Regions from separate parts of the Mus musculus genome. Here regions 2 and 3 are each linked to region 1. The links are chromatin contacts, called in public promoter capture Hi-C maps. All regions are on one chromosome and are shown on one strand. The core of a region is the stretch at or near the end of the contact, and the rest is flanking DNA. Distances in the headings are between cores, read along the strand shown.

What was found. Promoter capture Hi-C pulls out the DNA fragments that hold promoters and counts their contacts.
Region 2: a promoter capture Hi-C map of pre-B cells shows a contact between it and region 1. The contact joins the promoter of Fbxo30 here to the promoter of Fbxo5 in region 1. A contact is called at or near these places in 3 of 39 promoter capture datasets (cranial neural crest, liver and pre-B cells).
Region 3: a contact with region 1 is called in a promoter capture Hi-C map of pre-B cells. The contact joins the promoter of Shprh here to the promoter of Fbxo5 in region 1. A contact is called at or near these places in 2 of 39 promoter capture datasets (liver and pre-B cells) and 5 of 484 Hi-C or Micro-C datasets (CD4 T cells, CD8 T cells, liver and 1 more).

The regions. Positions count from the first base shown.
Region 1 is chr10:5,802,751-5,807,792 of GRCm38.p6, forward strand. It overlaps Fbxo5 (F-box protein 5), which reads right to left and starts at 2,715. Exons shown (of 5, transcript NM_025995.2): 1 at 2,509-2,715. The coding sequence starts at 2,587.
Region 2 is chr10:11,278,503-11,283,544 of GRCm38.p6, forward strand. It overlaps Fbxo30 (F-box protein 30), which reads left to right and starts at 2,828. Exons shown (of 3, transcript NM_027968.3): 1 at 2,828-2,998.
Region 3 is chr10:11,146,714-11,151,755 of GRCm38.p6, forward strand. Shprh (SNF2 histone linker PHD RING helicase) reads left to right here and starts at 2,717. Exons shown (of 30, transcript NM_001077707.1): 1 at 2,717-2,873; 2 at 4,900-5,042. The coding sequence starts at 4,938.

The DNA of each region.
Region 1 (5,042 bases), core at 1,465-3,964:
TCCAGGACGCCACACCCCATCTAGCTATCATTTCCATAGGCTTCCTTAGAACTAATGAGCCAAGCCTCCTCTCCTCCACTAACTCTTCTCTGTGGGCACAGCAGGCGTCATGCTGCACAGGTGAAGCTGATGGGGCAGCACCCCCCCACCCCCGCCGTCCCTCCCTTCCCTGAGTTCCCTTAGTCAGTTCCTCTGAACTGAGACTGAGACCACACGGCCTCATTTCTTTGAGACAGAGGACTTGCAGGAGCAAGAAAGCCATAGGACAGGCAGCTCCGGCATCAGCACAGGGAGATGCTCTCCGTCTGCCTGTGCAATGTTTACCTTTGGCCCGCACTGCTCTAATTCTCATCTCACAGCTGTCCCAGCTGGCCTGGGGCTGCACTGCACATGCTGACATCATTTTGATTTTTAAGTATTTTTTCTTTTAAACTTCTCCAGACTACAGGACTCTGTTTTCTAAATTAGAGAGAAGTATCAGAAGATAAGAGTCTGGACCTTAACACACACACAGCTAAATCCATCTGAGAGCAAGAGATTTCAATTTCTAAGTGCTCCAAAACAGTAAGAAATATTTTATATTATGTTCATGTTAGGTAGACACAAAGGCAGATTAAGGAATTCCATACTCCCCCAATCAAACAAATGTGGGGTACATATCTAGTCTTGCTATTTTCATCTGATATCCACTTAATGGCAAAAACTTGGCCTCAGTTTTCCCACCCACAAAATGGGGAAGAAAACAAAACTGGATTAAATGGATGATCTAATTAAAAGCATCTGTTTATCTAGTTAAATCACAAAAAGGCAAACTTGCTGGCATTTCTTACACTGAAAATCAAGATAAATTCCACAAAAGCACAAATGAGGAGGCAAAACTTCAAATGAAAGAATCTCTGCGGAGCTTTCTGACCAGCTTATTCTATTAGGTTTTGGGGAGGGGGCTGTCCTTAAATGAACTTACAGATAAAACGAAAAATATTTCAATGTTTTAGAACTCACATTAGCACCCCTCAGCCAATCACGGGATGGGGGAAAGGTGGAGAGCTAAAGTGCACCAAGTCTGGCCTTTCATTTAACTTATAAACACAGGCTTTACACTCCAGATTAAAGACTGTAATGAAAGCTGGCCTTAAAGTCTTAGCTCTTCCATATGTTAACTAGGTTTCAGTCTCAGTCCCCAGCCATGTGGCCAAGGTCAAACACCATCCCTTCTTTGTGCAAGGGTGAGGAAAGGTGATTGAAAGTATAAGCCAAGAGAAAACCTTTAAGTCTACTTTGAAAAATATTTAAATGTTCTAATTATTTTTTAAGGTTTCTTCAAGGCTGTAAACCCAGTGGGGGAGGGGAGTTGGGGGCAGCAAGCATTTCCTGAGGAGGAAAGCTGAGCAAAAGAATCCCTTCGTAAACCATTAAATTTCTTATTTTCTAACGGAGACTCGGGTACTCTTTTACAGACACATTCTGCTAAGCTAGTACTTTCTTCTCTTCAAGACTTAATTCCTTTTCTGATGAAGAAAGATTATTGAGGATATATATATATATATAGAGAGAGAGAGAGAGAGAATGAATTACCTCTTCCTTCAGTTGGAAATTTTCTACGATAGAACCGATGCATCTTTCATTGAGATGCCAAGAAAGATAAAAAATTAATAAGAAAATAAACAATTGATTCTCTCTGCTCACCTAAACGTTGGAAAAAGTGACCATTAATTCTTCAAAACACCCGAAAATTAAACAATCCCTCCTCGATTCTTTCATCAGCTAAACACTACAGGCAAACTCACCGTTTTGGAGGAAAAAGGGCGCTTTTTAAAAGGCCCTGCTGACTCCAGGCCTTGAGACTTACTGAGAAGCAGCAAAACAGGGGAGGAAAAAAAAAACTTTTTCCATTTGGTACAGTGGGCAGGCGGGGGCTGGGGGGTCCTTTACATTTGGCGGGAGCTGAGAAGGAGCCCCTAGAAATGCTGAGGGGGTCGGTGGTGGGAGGTGCCCCGAGGGCGCGGTGCACGAGGGAAGGCGGGAGATAAGCGCGGAGCTCAATCTCCCGCGCTCTCCAGCCAGGGCTCTGAGGGCAAAAAGTTACGGAGACTGAGTATGGATGTGAGATAGATGAGTTGTGAAATGGGGGGCGTAGAGGCTAGAGATGGGGCCATCTGGCCAGCTTGGAGTCCCACAGTCCTGTCACAGCTCGAGCATGAGTTGAGGAGGGGAGAGGAGGGGGCATTTGGCGCCCAGGCAGGGGGTGGGGTGGAATGCGGCGCGCAGAAGCCACTACCTTGCACGTCCCCAGTGCAGGGTCTCGGGGTGGGATGGAATAGTAGGACCCCGTACAAGGCCGACCACATCTGTCCCACTCTGCACCAGCCACCCTTGCTCCGCGCCTTCCTCCCAGTCCCGGGCCCAAATAGGTCGCCTGAGGCCCGGAACACCGTGATCTGCAAGCACCCAGTTTCTGAGGCTGCCGCCACAGAGAAAGGATTCCCACGATGCCCGCCTCACACTCACCGTCCACGGTAGTCCGCGCGCCAAGACGGCAGGGACAGGAGGACGGCCGGCGCAGGTCACTGCAGGTGCGCCGGCTCATGCCGCAAAACTCGGGCTCCAATGCTGGGGAGGTGGCGGCGACGACAGGAAAAAGGTGGCCGGCCAGACGAGGCGCCGAGCCGCAGCTCTTAAAAGGCGCCAGCTGGTACTTTTAAAATCTTTGAATTTGGTGCCCAAATCAGAACAGACCAATGGGGCGCGGCGTTTGCACAAGCGTGCCAATAGGCAGGCGGCATGAGAGGACGCCCTCGCTCGCCCAATAGGAGGGCGCGGGGGCGGAGCCAGCCCTGGAGCCTGGGCTCCTCCCACACGCCCAGATCCTCGCCTCCCCAAAGTTGCTGATGGAGCTGGCAAGCACGCCCATGTAGGCGTGGCCTGTGAAGGCGGCTGGTCCTCTGCGCAAACCCGCCATGCTGCCCTCTCCCCGCACCCCCCCTCCGTTATCCCGCGAACCGGCTTCTCCAGAGTCCTCATGTCCTGGGGACAGCTCCGACTTCTGCCTGAAAGTCTGTGATGGACACAGGCGGGCCCCCAGTCTTCCTCCATCGTCTGTTACGAGCGAGTTTGCAGAGCTGCAAACCCGCCACTCTGAGTGCACACCTTCCGGAAAACAAGCCCTTCCCCTGGCTCCGGACCCGCCTCTCTAGGATTTAGGCGCGCTCTACTCTCCCTCCTAAATTGGCTCCACCCCCTGCCTGGAGCTCCTGCGCTTGCGTATTGCGCGGCCGCCACTACGGAGTTGGCGGGTTGGCGCTTGCGCGCGAGGAGCCTGGCGGTTCCCTCCGGGCGGGGCGGACTAGCTGGGGGGGACATGTGACCGGAGAACCGCCCTTGCCCTGGGGATGGCGCGCAGCAGGACCCCGGCGTCCCTTTGCTTGGCGCCTTCCGAAGGCTGAGGGCGCGGCCTAACTTAGATCTGGCCATTGCATTCTTTTTTTCTTTTTTTTGGGTTGGGGGCGGGGGGGCCGGTTCGAGACAGGGTTTCTCTGTATAGCCCTGCTTTGGCCATTGCATTCTTTTGGGTTTTCAACCACCACGAATTCTTAAAAGTGTTAATTTGTATTTTATTTTATGTGTTCTTAACCTTCGTTGGCTAGGCTCGACAGCCGACCTGTTCCCCTAAATAAGTCAGACTCCCGTCTCTTTGGGGTGGAGCGCCCTGGCTGCGTGGATATTTTTATATCAAAGGCGAGAGTGAAAGTATTATTAAGTCTGATGGTGAGCTATAGTGCACCACTAATGATGCTGGGCATGCACGTCTTGAATTTATTTCTAAGTGGTGACAATACACTTAACTTCTTTTCAGACTACAGAGCAGTAAAGCTACAGGATATGCCATTTCCCTCTTGCTTTTCTGCAAGAGCATATGACTTTCTGTTAGTGTTCCATGCAGCTCCTGTGTAAAGCGGGACCAAGATTGGACTGAGTCATACAAACGTTGGGTGGATCCAGTTTTTATCAAATTCTTTTTGTTTATCCCTAGTTTTCTGGCATTTTCACGTTTGGAGTGTTGCAAAAAAAATAGTGATGTAGGTGGTGTTGCTTACCAAAATCTTGACCGCTATTTCTGTTTTGTACCTGAGAACTTTGCCTCTAAGTAAAAAGGCTGAAAAGACACGAGCCCTGTCTTTAAGGAAGTTTATATCCTAATGAGAAGGAATTTGGCAATCAAAATTTTCAGTAAATGAAAGATACTAAACTACGTGTTAAAAGAACTGTTAATAGAGACATAGGTTGAGAATCTTGAATGGTCAGTTAAGTTTGACACTTTGAACTGTATTGACCTCACAAAGAACTACATTAAAAAAAGTGCCTAGAGCTCAAGCAAGGGGGACAGGGGTGTGTGTGTGTGTGTGTGTGTGTGTGTGTGTGTGTGTGTGTGTGTGTTTGCATCCGGAAAAGTCAGAAGCTAGATCATGTGGTATTTGTAGATTGTAAGAACTTTAGTTGGAGTCTTGCTGAATGGATATTAAAATGCTACGTGGTCGGGCATGGTGGCACACACACACACACACACACACACACACACAGGAGCCAGAAAACCTAGTTCCCCAGCAGAGAGAGTTACACAGAGAAACCCTGTCTCAAAAAACAAAACAAAACAAAACAAAAAAAATTGTCTCAAATAATTTTAAATGCTGTACCAGGGAGATCTTTGTGCATGCGAAATATACTTCCTAATGTGAAATAACACTAGATGCAGACCATTGGTGTGTACAATAATGGATTTGGCTTTTAGAGGCAGTGGGAACCTGTCACAGTGCTGAGGAATGACAAGAAAAAGCTTACTATTAGCTTGCCATTCTTAAATATCTTAGCAATATTTTCACTTTATACGATTGTGCTTAGAAGTCTAAGATCTTACTGTGGTTTCAGAGCTAGTCAAGGAGTGTACAAACTTTTGAATCCTCGTGAGATCGGGAAGTATTCTTGAGGGCAAAATGAACCAAGTTCCTTTCAGCAAGAGTCCAGTAGTTCCTTCTGTTATTCCAGGA
Region 2 (5,042 bases), core at 1,578-4,077, 5.5 Mb after region 1:
ACTCCAGCAGAGTACAGAAAGGATAAAAATGGAATCGAGTTCATTTATGGGCTGTTAAATTTGGTTTCTCCTGTTTAATGTATATTAATTTGTTTCTGCATGAAAAATTTTCGACCTCCTTACCAAGCACAGTTACTATACAGTTACACAGTTTTAGACAGATGAAAGAATAACTATCAACTCCACCTGAGTCTACCTGTTTATTTCCTCACCCCCAGACTTGAGTACCACCAAACGCTAGTCACCTGAAATGCAACACTTTGCAGGCTGAGCTTGGGAGTGGGGCAGGGTAAAATCATTCATTTATTGAGTGCATACATATTCTGTATGCTAGATACTGTACAGATAAGTTTAATCTTATTAACTAAAAACATGGATCACTGATATATACATATTCTTCTTTAGAATATGGTTTAAGAGGTCTGTGGTTCATATAGACAAAACCTGGATCTTCTATTTTCCACAGGATTCAAATTGCTTTGATTACTTATTTAAAACTACGAAGGTTGACTTGAGGCTATAAAGTTTGTCCTTGGGAGGCTTCTTGTAAATTGCAATTATATTTTTTGTACTTCAAATGAATGTGTATTAGAAACATAATTATACCTGGTGAATATTAGATGCTGGGTATTAATATCTAATACTAATCCCAGTTAGTATTACTATCCCGGTTAGTAATGCCTATTCTCTCATGGCTTCACAGCCGCAAATCTGCCTTTACCCACTCACACTTGTCTCTAGCCAAAGGTGCTTTCCTTAATTAGCACATGACTTAAATTTTACTCTTGACTTTTCCATTGCTTTAGCCTCAGGCTTTCCAAATACAGGCTGGTGGTCTAACTGGGCAAGAAAACCTTTTCAAATTAAAGGTGCTATTAGCCTTGACACTGAATAAATGGAAAAACAATTTGTCAGGATTTGTTTAGCCAATTCAATTTTCTCTGAAAACTCCTATCTCTTATAGTTCAGTCTTGCCTGCAGGCTTTATGACTGTGGTCTTATTTTAGCTAGTTTTGTGTATGTATGTGAAGCCAAGGACCAACCCTAGGTCCATTCCTCAGGAACCATCTAACCTACTTTTTGAGAAAGGGCCCTGGGAAGCACTCATAACCACCACTCCACCTGGCTTTTTACATAGCTGCTGGGGATGGAACTCAGGTTCTCTTGCTTGCTCAGCAAAAACTTTACCAACCTTCCCGTCCCATAGTTTTTATAGCATCCCACCATGAAATTGACCTCTAGAAAAAAAATAGGGTACGTATTCTTCCTAAGCCGATGCAAGACTAATTTAAGAACGTGGTAGGGGGGTTGTGCTCCTCTCTTTAAAGAGAGCAGACAGGTCAAACCTGCTACTGCTTATTTGTTTATTTTAAATTGCCAAAGTACCTGTTGCTTTCTGGGTGGCTAAGCCACATAAATGGTAGTTTTGTTCCACAAGTCTAGCCCAAAGTCCACATATACTTCCGAGGACATCTTTGAAGACCTTTGATTCCTGGTAGTCTCTGGTTGCCACTTATGGAAGAGCAGAGGCTTCTGTTTGCCCTGACTCCTACTCAGCTTGAGGTGGGAGATGACCTAGTGTCAACTAGGTGATTTAGAGAGGCAGAAAGCCCCAAAGTACAATCAATCAGTATGGGAATGTTGAAGCTGTAGAGAGCCTTTGGGATTCCCTGCCGCAGTCCCCTTATTTTGCGGAAGGGGATGTAATGGAAGGATGTGTGACTCAATCGCGACCACCTGTCATGCACAAGCAACTCTCCCACCATTTCATCTGTCTGCTTCACTTTTCTTACCTGGCCCCTTTGGGTCTCACGCTCTGGGCTGACCGAAAAGCGCCTACCTCCTACAGCCAAAGCAGGCAAAAAAAAAAAAAAAAAAAAAAAAAAAAAAAAATACAGCGTCCTAAGCACCCCACATATAAGCACTAAATATTTCAAAAATCTGAATGTCTTCATTAAACCAAACCAAACCCCTGACCTTTACAGTGTGCTCAGTCTTAAGCTCCCCAGGGTTTTGTGTAGTTGTATGAAAGTGCTGGTTTTTAAGGTGAAGGACGGTGACTCTCGTGAGCCACCGTTTCCAACAGCTGGGGAGTAAAACTGCAGTCACCAGAACGGCCACCCAAGGGGGTTTTCTCACCTCCGCCCCTCCGCCAGCCAGGGCCAAGGCTCCTTCACGGTGGCTTTGAGGTGGGAGTTGGCAGGAGGCCTCCAGACGGGGTGGGCGTCGGTGACATCACCGTCCCTCAGCCTCACGCCCGGGCCTGGCGGTAGTAACGGGGACGCCTACACGCGGGGTGTGTAGCCCTGGATGGCCACGGGAAAGCTCCGGCCCTAAGACGTTTCCCAGAAGCCGCGCCGCGCCCTCTGGAGGCCGCGTGGCTCGCCCCACCGAAGCCGCCCGCCGCGGGCTGACGAGCAGCAGAGCCCTTACAAGGGGAAACGGGTCACAGAGCAGAGCGGTCACCGAGTCACAGGGCTCGGGCACGTGAGGTGGTGGCAGTTACCACCGACAACGGGGGCTGACCTATTTCCTGCGAGTGCGCGCTAGGAGGACGGGTCGCGCTCCTGGGCCTGCGTCCTCCACAGTGCCACAGGGGCTCGGAGAGTCCTTCCAAAAACAAACAAAAAGCAAAGGCGCGAAAGGCGGACCCGGCAGGGAGCACCAAGGGAGAGGCTGCCCCGTGGGTTCTCTGCGCTCGGCCTGACCGGCACAGGACAGCGTGCGCATCCTCGCCCGCTGTGCGTGCGCGTGCCCGCTCACCCGCTGCCGGGCCGGGGGGCGGGGCGCAGCGGGGCGGGGCGGGGCGCGCGAGGAGGGCGGTGGCGGTTGGAGGCCGAGGAGAAAAGGCGGCGGTCCGGGCAGGGCGGAGGCGCAGAGGATTGGGACGGGACGGGCCCCGTGCGTGGTCCGGTCCGGTGCGGGGACGCTGCGGAGCCGCCGGGCGCTAAGGCCAGAGAAGCCAGGGTTTGAGCGGCGCTTCGGCCCGCGCGGGCTGGTGAGTGTGGCGAGGCCGCGGGAGGCTGGCGCGGGGACGCGGGCGGGCGGGCGGGCAGCGGCCCGGACGGCGCGGGCCCCGGGGGCGGCGGGGCCGGTGGAGTCGGCGCAGTTCAGAGGCTTCCGTCCGGCTGGCCCCGTCCGGGTCGCGCCCGGCCGCCCGTGTGGCCTGCCCTTGAGGCTCCCGGCAAATGGCGCCCCGACCCCCGGGGACGCGGAACCGGGTGAGACCCCCACCTCCGCCCCCACCCCCACTGAGCGCAGAGGAGCCCCGGGGGACCCCGGAATGCGTGGCTCGCACCCTCTGCCTCGTAGGGACTTGAGGAGTTTGGGCGCAAACGGGTTAAAGGACGGCGAGGCATCTCCAAGTGTCTCCGCGGGATAAGCGAAGTTGGTAACTTTTCCATTCATGGAAGTGAGAGGCGCGGAGGCTTAGCTGTGGCCCTGGTTAAAGCGAGACTTAGGGATCACCCCCCCCCCCCCCAAGTTCCTGGGTTCCAGCTCGTGGAGTCCCAGATTGGAAGCAGGACAGGGAACGCACGGCGGATTCAAAGTCACTCGGGGATTACATTTTAACCTCGACGGAGGCCTGTGTTTGCCGCGTTTCTCCTGCTCCCCTCTCCCTTCTTTGAGTCCCGTGGTAAATCCCGGATAAAATAGATGCTTGGGAAGGAATTGACCTTTTCTTCCATGATTGCTTTGTTGACTGTGATCCAAGATGAAGTTATTTACGGGCATTCTGGTATCAAAGAGGGTTAACGTTTTTAAAACGAAGTCTCAAAAAGTTTCTGAGGTTCTTTTTTTTATTTGTTCCCTGCTAAATTTCAGGCAAAGTAAGTTACATTAACACGCTCTGCACGCTTTTATGTTAGTTTTCCCAAACAATCCTGTGTTGACTGACAAAGAGACAAAGGATACCATGAAGTATCCCTGTTTGATTTTTCTAAAGCATACAGTTTCGTTGAATCACTCTTCTTTATGCTTAGTCACTGTTTCTTGCTGTAGTAGTTTAGTTGAGGACAACATGTTTTGCTAACTTCTTAGATCACCAGTTTATACCCGATACTTAACATAGGGACATAAGCTTTTGTGTGTGTGTGTGTGTGATTCTAGAAATAGTAGGTGTTTTATGAATGATATAAGAAAACTGGAACTCTAATATTTCTGAATGTTTAGATTTAGGTTTAAAGGGTTTTTTGTTTATTTTTTGTCTTAAAATATAAAATACTTAAATAAAATATTCTTTTAAAAGTAATATTGCATAAAATAATTGCTAACACTTCCCATATGGCTTGAGAGGTGCTTTAAGGGCAGACAAACAGGCTTTAGTTAATGTGTTTACTGTTTGATATAGCATGTTTCTAAAATCTAACGCTTGGATAATCTTCTAAATAAGATTTTAAAACTGCTGTTTATTTAATAAAAGGAATTACTCTTGCTGGGCATTTTCCTGGAGAATATTTTTGCATTTATGTATTCAGTGATAAGAATTGTAAGTTTAAAAGGCTGAATAAATATTACATTTCATATTAGTTACGATGGGATAGAAGAGGGTCAGCTTGAAGTAGTTCCTATATGAATAGGAAAATGTTAGTCTGAATACACCTCCCTCAAAATGTGGGTTTTTTTTTTTTTTTAAACAAAATAGGTTGGGTTTTTTGTTTTTGTTTTTTGTTTTTTTTTGGTTTGTCTTTTTTTTTTTTTTTTTTTTTTTTTAACAGAATGGTTAATGTTAGCACTGGGTAGAGTGGTTCCTCATATAACAGTAAACTTTATAAATTTAAGTAACATTTAAAAGTAGTTGTATATAAATCTGGCTATTGTGTAAAGCAGAGTGACTCCATTTGTGAGTAACTATATTTACTGTTGAACACAGAAATAACTGTAATAAACTTTCAGAAATTCAGTATTGCTTTCTAGGTCCAATAATTGCCTCAAAGTCAAAAGCTGAGGCTTCCTGGAAGCCTCTTCTTGCCATCTTAGACTGAGTCCTTCCTGCCGCTTGACTAGATCTGGTTCCATCTATGTATTCATTTAAATAGGTT
Region 3 (5,042 bases), core at 1,467-3,966, 5.3 Mb after region 1:
TGAGGTGTTATGGTATGCAGATATGATTGGTATAATCAAATACTACTGTTGTTCAGTATTTCAGGCTGGTAGACATTTAATCTCATTTAAGAACCTACTGAGGAGCCCAGAAACTTGGCAGGGCCTAAAAGAAATAGAGCTAATATTTAATTTTGCTATGTCTCCCGGGAACTGACTTAACACACTGGTGGTAGAGTCAGCATGCACTGTTATTCTGCAGGATGGTGGCTTTGTAAAGGCTCTTCCATTCCCTGCCAAGCAGCAGTTTCCACCAACATACTGTTTCAAAGCCTTTGGGGTATCATATTCACTCTCAAAGTGTTATGCCATTATTTTTGTAATTATAAATGTCATGCTTGAGGCCTTTAGAAAAGATTAAGAATATTTTACTTGTAGCTATCAAATTAGCATCACAAATATTCTTTCACAGGTATCAAAAATTCATCTGCAATACTCCCATTGCTTAAAGTTCTGAGGTAGTTGGGAAAACATGCCTTAGGAGGCGGCTTAGGGTTTCCGTTCCTGTGAAGAGATACTATGACCAAGACAACATTTACAAGGTAAACATTTAATTGGGGCTGGCTTACAGGTTCAGCGGTTCAGTACATTATCATCATAGTAGGAAGCCTGATAGTGTTCAGACAGGCATGGTGCTGGAGAAGGAGCTGAGAGCTCTACATCTTAATTAGAAGGCAGCCACCAGAGACTGTGTCTTGCAGGAGGCAGAGCTTGAGCGCTAGCAGATGGTTTGCTCATGTGGCTTATGGGGGGAAAAGCATCCTTGTAACCTAAAAGTATAAACTGAAACAGTAAATGATGGAGAAGAAACTGTAAAGCTTTATCAGGAGAAAGAGAGCTAAGATTGGTTATGGGGTGGGAAGGCAGAGCAGTACAGAGTAAGCAAACCTCTTATGGAAGAACATGGCCTATAGGACTTCCACAGCTAAGGAGAAATCGGTGAGTGGCTTTAAACTTTAATTACAGGATGACTTTCTTCTGGGGAAATAATTCAACTGTTGACTTTAGGTTGGAGGTAAATACTAAAGCTGTAAAGGTTCTGTGGCTCTTAAAAAGTGTATTGCACGTCCCCCTTGATGGCAGATTATCTGCTTAATAAGTGTTTTCACCGAATATTTTGAGCTCATTGTTGAGATACACTGCTCAGAAAATTAAAAATATATACATTATTTTCAAATTATTGCTTCTAGGTTAATGTACCTAGTTACCCCAAAGCTTCAGTGCAGGTGTCTAGTGAGATTGATATTCTTTTCATGGCCATGGAGCAAGGAGTCACTTTGGTTGTTACATCTTTTTGTTTAAGAAATACATTCTAGGGAGATAGCGGAGAGTGAGCTCAGAGGTTATGAGATCACTCTTCTCTTGCACAAGATCTGAGTTCAGCTCTGAGCACCCATATTGTGTGGCTCAGCCTTGTCGGATAGAGTAGTGATCTCTTTCTTTGCAAACCAGAACTTGTGTTTATTTTTAACACGTTTCTATAGGTGCCTCCTCTTCTGCCAGCCAGGAGCTTGACTGAGCAGCCATCAGCTTCAAAGCAAATCCTCTATCAAGAGAAAGGTACTGTGCTGAGAATTCAGTCAAAATATTTAAACATTTTGATATTTATACTCTGTTTAGACATGATGTATACTTACTGGACCACAACACAGAAACCAGAAAAAAAAATTAAAATTTTCTTAATTGCAATATTTATCACTATGGACTGGATCCAAGCCTAGCTTAGACATGATACAACACACCTGTATTGTTTCCAAACAAGGCAGCTGAGTTATATGAAAAGTGGGGATTCACGTGTAAGATCTGAGTGTGTCCAATAAGTCGGTTCTCCTGTCTGTACTATCATTAGATTATTTACCATCTACTAGGTGGTAAGACACAGTATTTTCATGAACAGATGTCTCACAACAGGGAATTTCCAGAAAGCCAAATAACAAGCGAACCTTTTCCTCCCCTGGAATTAGCTCTGGTGATTACAAAACAACCAAACAAACAAACAAAAAAAAAAATTACTCCACAGAAAAAAATTCGAAGGACATACAAAGCACTTGGTAAACACACTATTGAAATCCTCAGAGGAGAGACTTTTATGTCTACTGAAGATAGAATTCTCCCTTTGGAAAAGATACTGGGAGGCCTGCTTCAGCATAGCTGTATAATTTTTTTTCTCTTAAAACGTTTAAACATTTAAAGCCTTAGTAATTTTCTTGGCAAGAATAAATTTCTCTCTGGCTTCATTTTTCTCAGTTCCTTTTGAAGACATCGTCTCTGCCTTTTTTTTTTTTTTTTTTTTTTTTCCTTAGCAGATCGAATTCTTTTGGTTTAGTGGATTAATTGTATATTTGTTTGGGTATTATAATTGCTCAGCATCGTGAATTCCGTTTTATGTAACTTTCTGCCTTTTTATGAAAACCACAACTCACATCAAGCCTACCGCTCTGGCAAAGAGCCCCGCCCTCTCTGGCAAGAGGTCCCGCCCCTTCTTTCGGGCCCCGCCCATCCTGCATTTGCTAAAGCCACGGGAGGCGGGGAAAAGAGAGAGGCACAACCACCGCGAGACTTAAACCGTCTTCTACCGGGACCTCAGGGACGGGACATGCGCAGAGGTGCTTTTTGAAGCCAACACCGGAAAGAGGGGCGGAGCGTCCCGACTGGTCCTGCGCGTTCGCCTGGAGCGAGCGCTCCTGCTGGCCTCCTCAGCTGGCGCTGGCGGCTTCCGGCCTGGGTGCCAGGCTTCACCCAGCGTGCAGCGCGCATGCGCAACTCCCGCAGGTGAGTGTGGCGACTGTGGGCCCGGGATCTGCAGCCTGCGAGGAGGGCCGGGCCCGGCGACAGGTGCCTGCAGAGCGGCTGAGGTAGGTGAGGGTGCGTGCGGGCTCTGGGGTTAGAGTCGCGGCGGAGGGAGGCTGGCTCTGCGCGTCAGGGAAACTCCGAGGGCTCCTGCGCAGCTCCGGGATCCGGAGTGATCGGCCCTGCGAGGCCCCGCGGCTCGGCCCCAGCCCGGACGTGGGCCGAGCCCTTCTCGCGTGGGACGGGTGCTTGCTGCCCACGCTTGCGTGCTGAGGCCCTGTCACGAGCTGTCCCTCCGGCTCCTTCTTCGAGGATAACTTGCCTTGCAGGCTGGCGGTGCGTGGGACGACAGGTAGCTGGGAGGGATGCAGAGGCCGCCAAGTTAGGCTGGCAAACTCTCAAGCATTACAGTCGCCTGCAGAAGCGCCCTGGCTCCTGTGCATTGTGTGCACTTTGACGCTGCAGGTAGCGCTAGGTTGGTGAACGAAGATGTTGGTTTCTGGTTAAGGTACCCTGTGGGAGGAACGGTATTGTTTACAGTCTTGCCTTTTCACCGTGGTGCCTTTTAATCCACTTGGCTTGAATTTATCATGGCAAGTCTATGTTTTTCTCCTACGTGTTTGCCTTTGCTCCTGTATTTGCCTAGGTCCCATGATCGCTAACACCACTTTATTCTTTGTCTAAGCTTTTACTCTTTGTCTCAGTTAGGGTTTTACTCCCGTGAATAGACACCATGACCAAGGCAAGTCTTATAAAGGATGACATTTAATTGGCACTGGCTTACAGGTTCTGAGGTTCAGTCCATTGTCATCAAGGTGGGAGCATGGCAGCATCCAGGCAGGCATGGTGCAGAAGATGCTTAGAACTCCACATCTTCATCTGAAGCCTGCTAGCAGAATACTGGCTTCCAGGCAGCTCTTGCAGTCACACACTTACTGCAACAAGGCCACACCTATTCCAATTGGTCCAAACCTTTGAATAGTGATACTCCCTGCCAATCACACTGTTAATCCATAAAACTAGTGTGTGTGTGTGTGTGTGTGTGTGTGTGTGTGTGTTCTTCCCTCCTCTGTATAAGGATCGATCGAAGTTTTGTTAACGCTTTGGGATTGTCAAGCTCATTGGAATTAAAAGAGCAGTGGTGTGGGGTTAAATACAACTAACATGTGAGACAGGCATTTATTTCTGATGTAGTGAGAGGTTTGTCTTCCTAGTTGTTGGCCATCAAGTATAGTATTATAATTTGTCTTCTTTAATGGGATTGTTTCTTAACTGAAAATTTCTACCAAACATGAGTGAAACTGTCACAGCATTTGATACATGAGATCATGGTTAAAGTGTTTCTTACCTGTTAGTTTTGTCCTTGAGGTGACCAATTACCAATCCCTTCTGATGGGAAGACACAGTGGGGTGTTCTTGTTGCAGCAGCTTGGTCACACCTTGTTGCTCACACCTGGGTAGATAAGAAAACAGACAGGATAGGAAACAAGACTGGTCCCCCAGGCTCAGCAACCAGCATCGGACTCCCTACTCCTAGGCCCCATCTCAGTTCTGACATGTAATCTGTGAGGAGCTTTTATAGCCAAAGCACAGCAGCTATTACTTGACTTAAGTCTTCTTATCAATTTACCTATTTTGAAGAGTTCACATTATATAACAGACTTAAGTTTTGTGTAAGGGCTACTGAGGAATGTGCCTAGTATCACAGGGTTATTGTTAAGATAAGGAACTGGGTTAGGATGTGCTTCATGAAATGAGGATATTTTCACTGTGAATGAAAGTCAGAGTCTTGTGTGTGAGAGTCCTAGAAAATATCCAGTAGAGGAGTGAGGCCCAGCCTAGGTTTGTGCACATTAGGGCTGTAAGCCTGAATATTGCAATGTTTATGTTTTTGTTTGGAACTATTTCCTCATAAAAGATATATCACCTCAGTGTTGGTAACCTTCACAGCAGATGTACATTGTTAATTTTCCTGGAGTCTAGATTTGCAGTTAGCCAGAGGCTTTAACCAGACTTGACTGTATGGACTCTATTCTCTTAGTTTTCCTGTCTTTATCCTGCCTCACACCAACTATTCCATTTGTCATTTAGAATTCACATTTACTTATCAAGAAAGTGGAAGCGTGAAAATGAGCAGCCGAAGGAAACGTGCTCCCCCGATGAAGGTCGATGAAGAAAGGCAACAGCAGCTTCACTGGAACATGCATGAGGACCTGAGGAGTGAGCCGCTCACC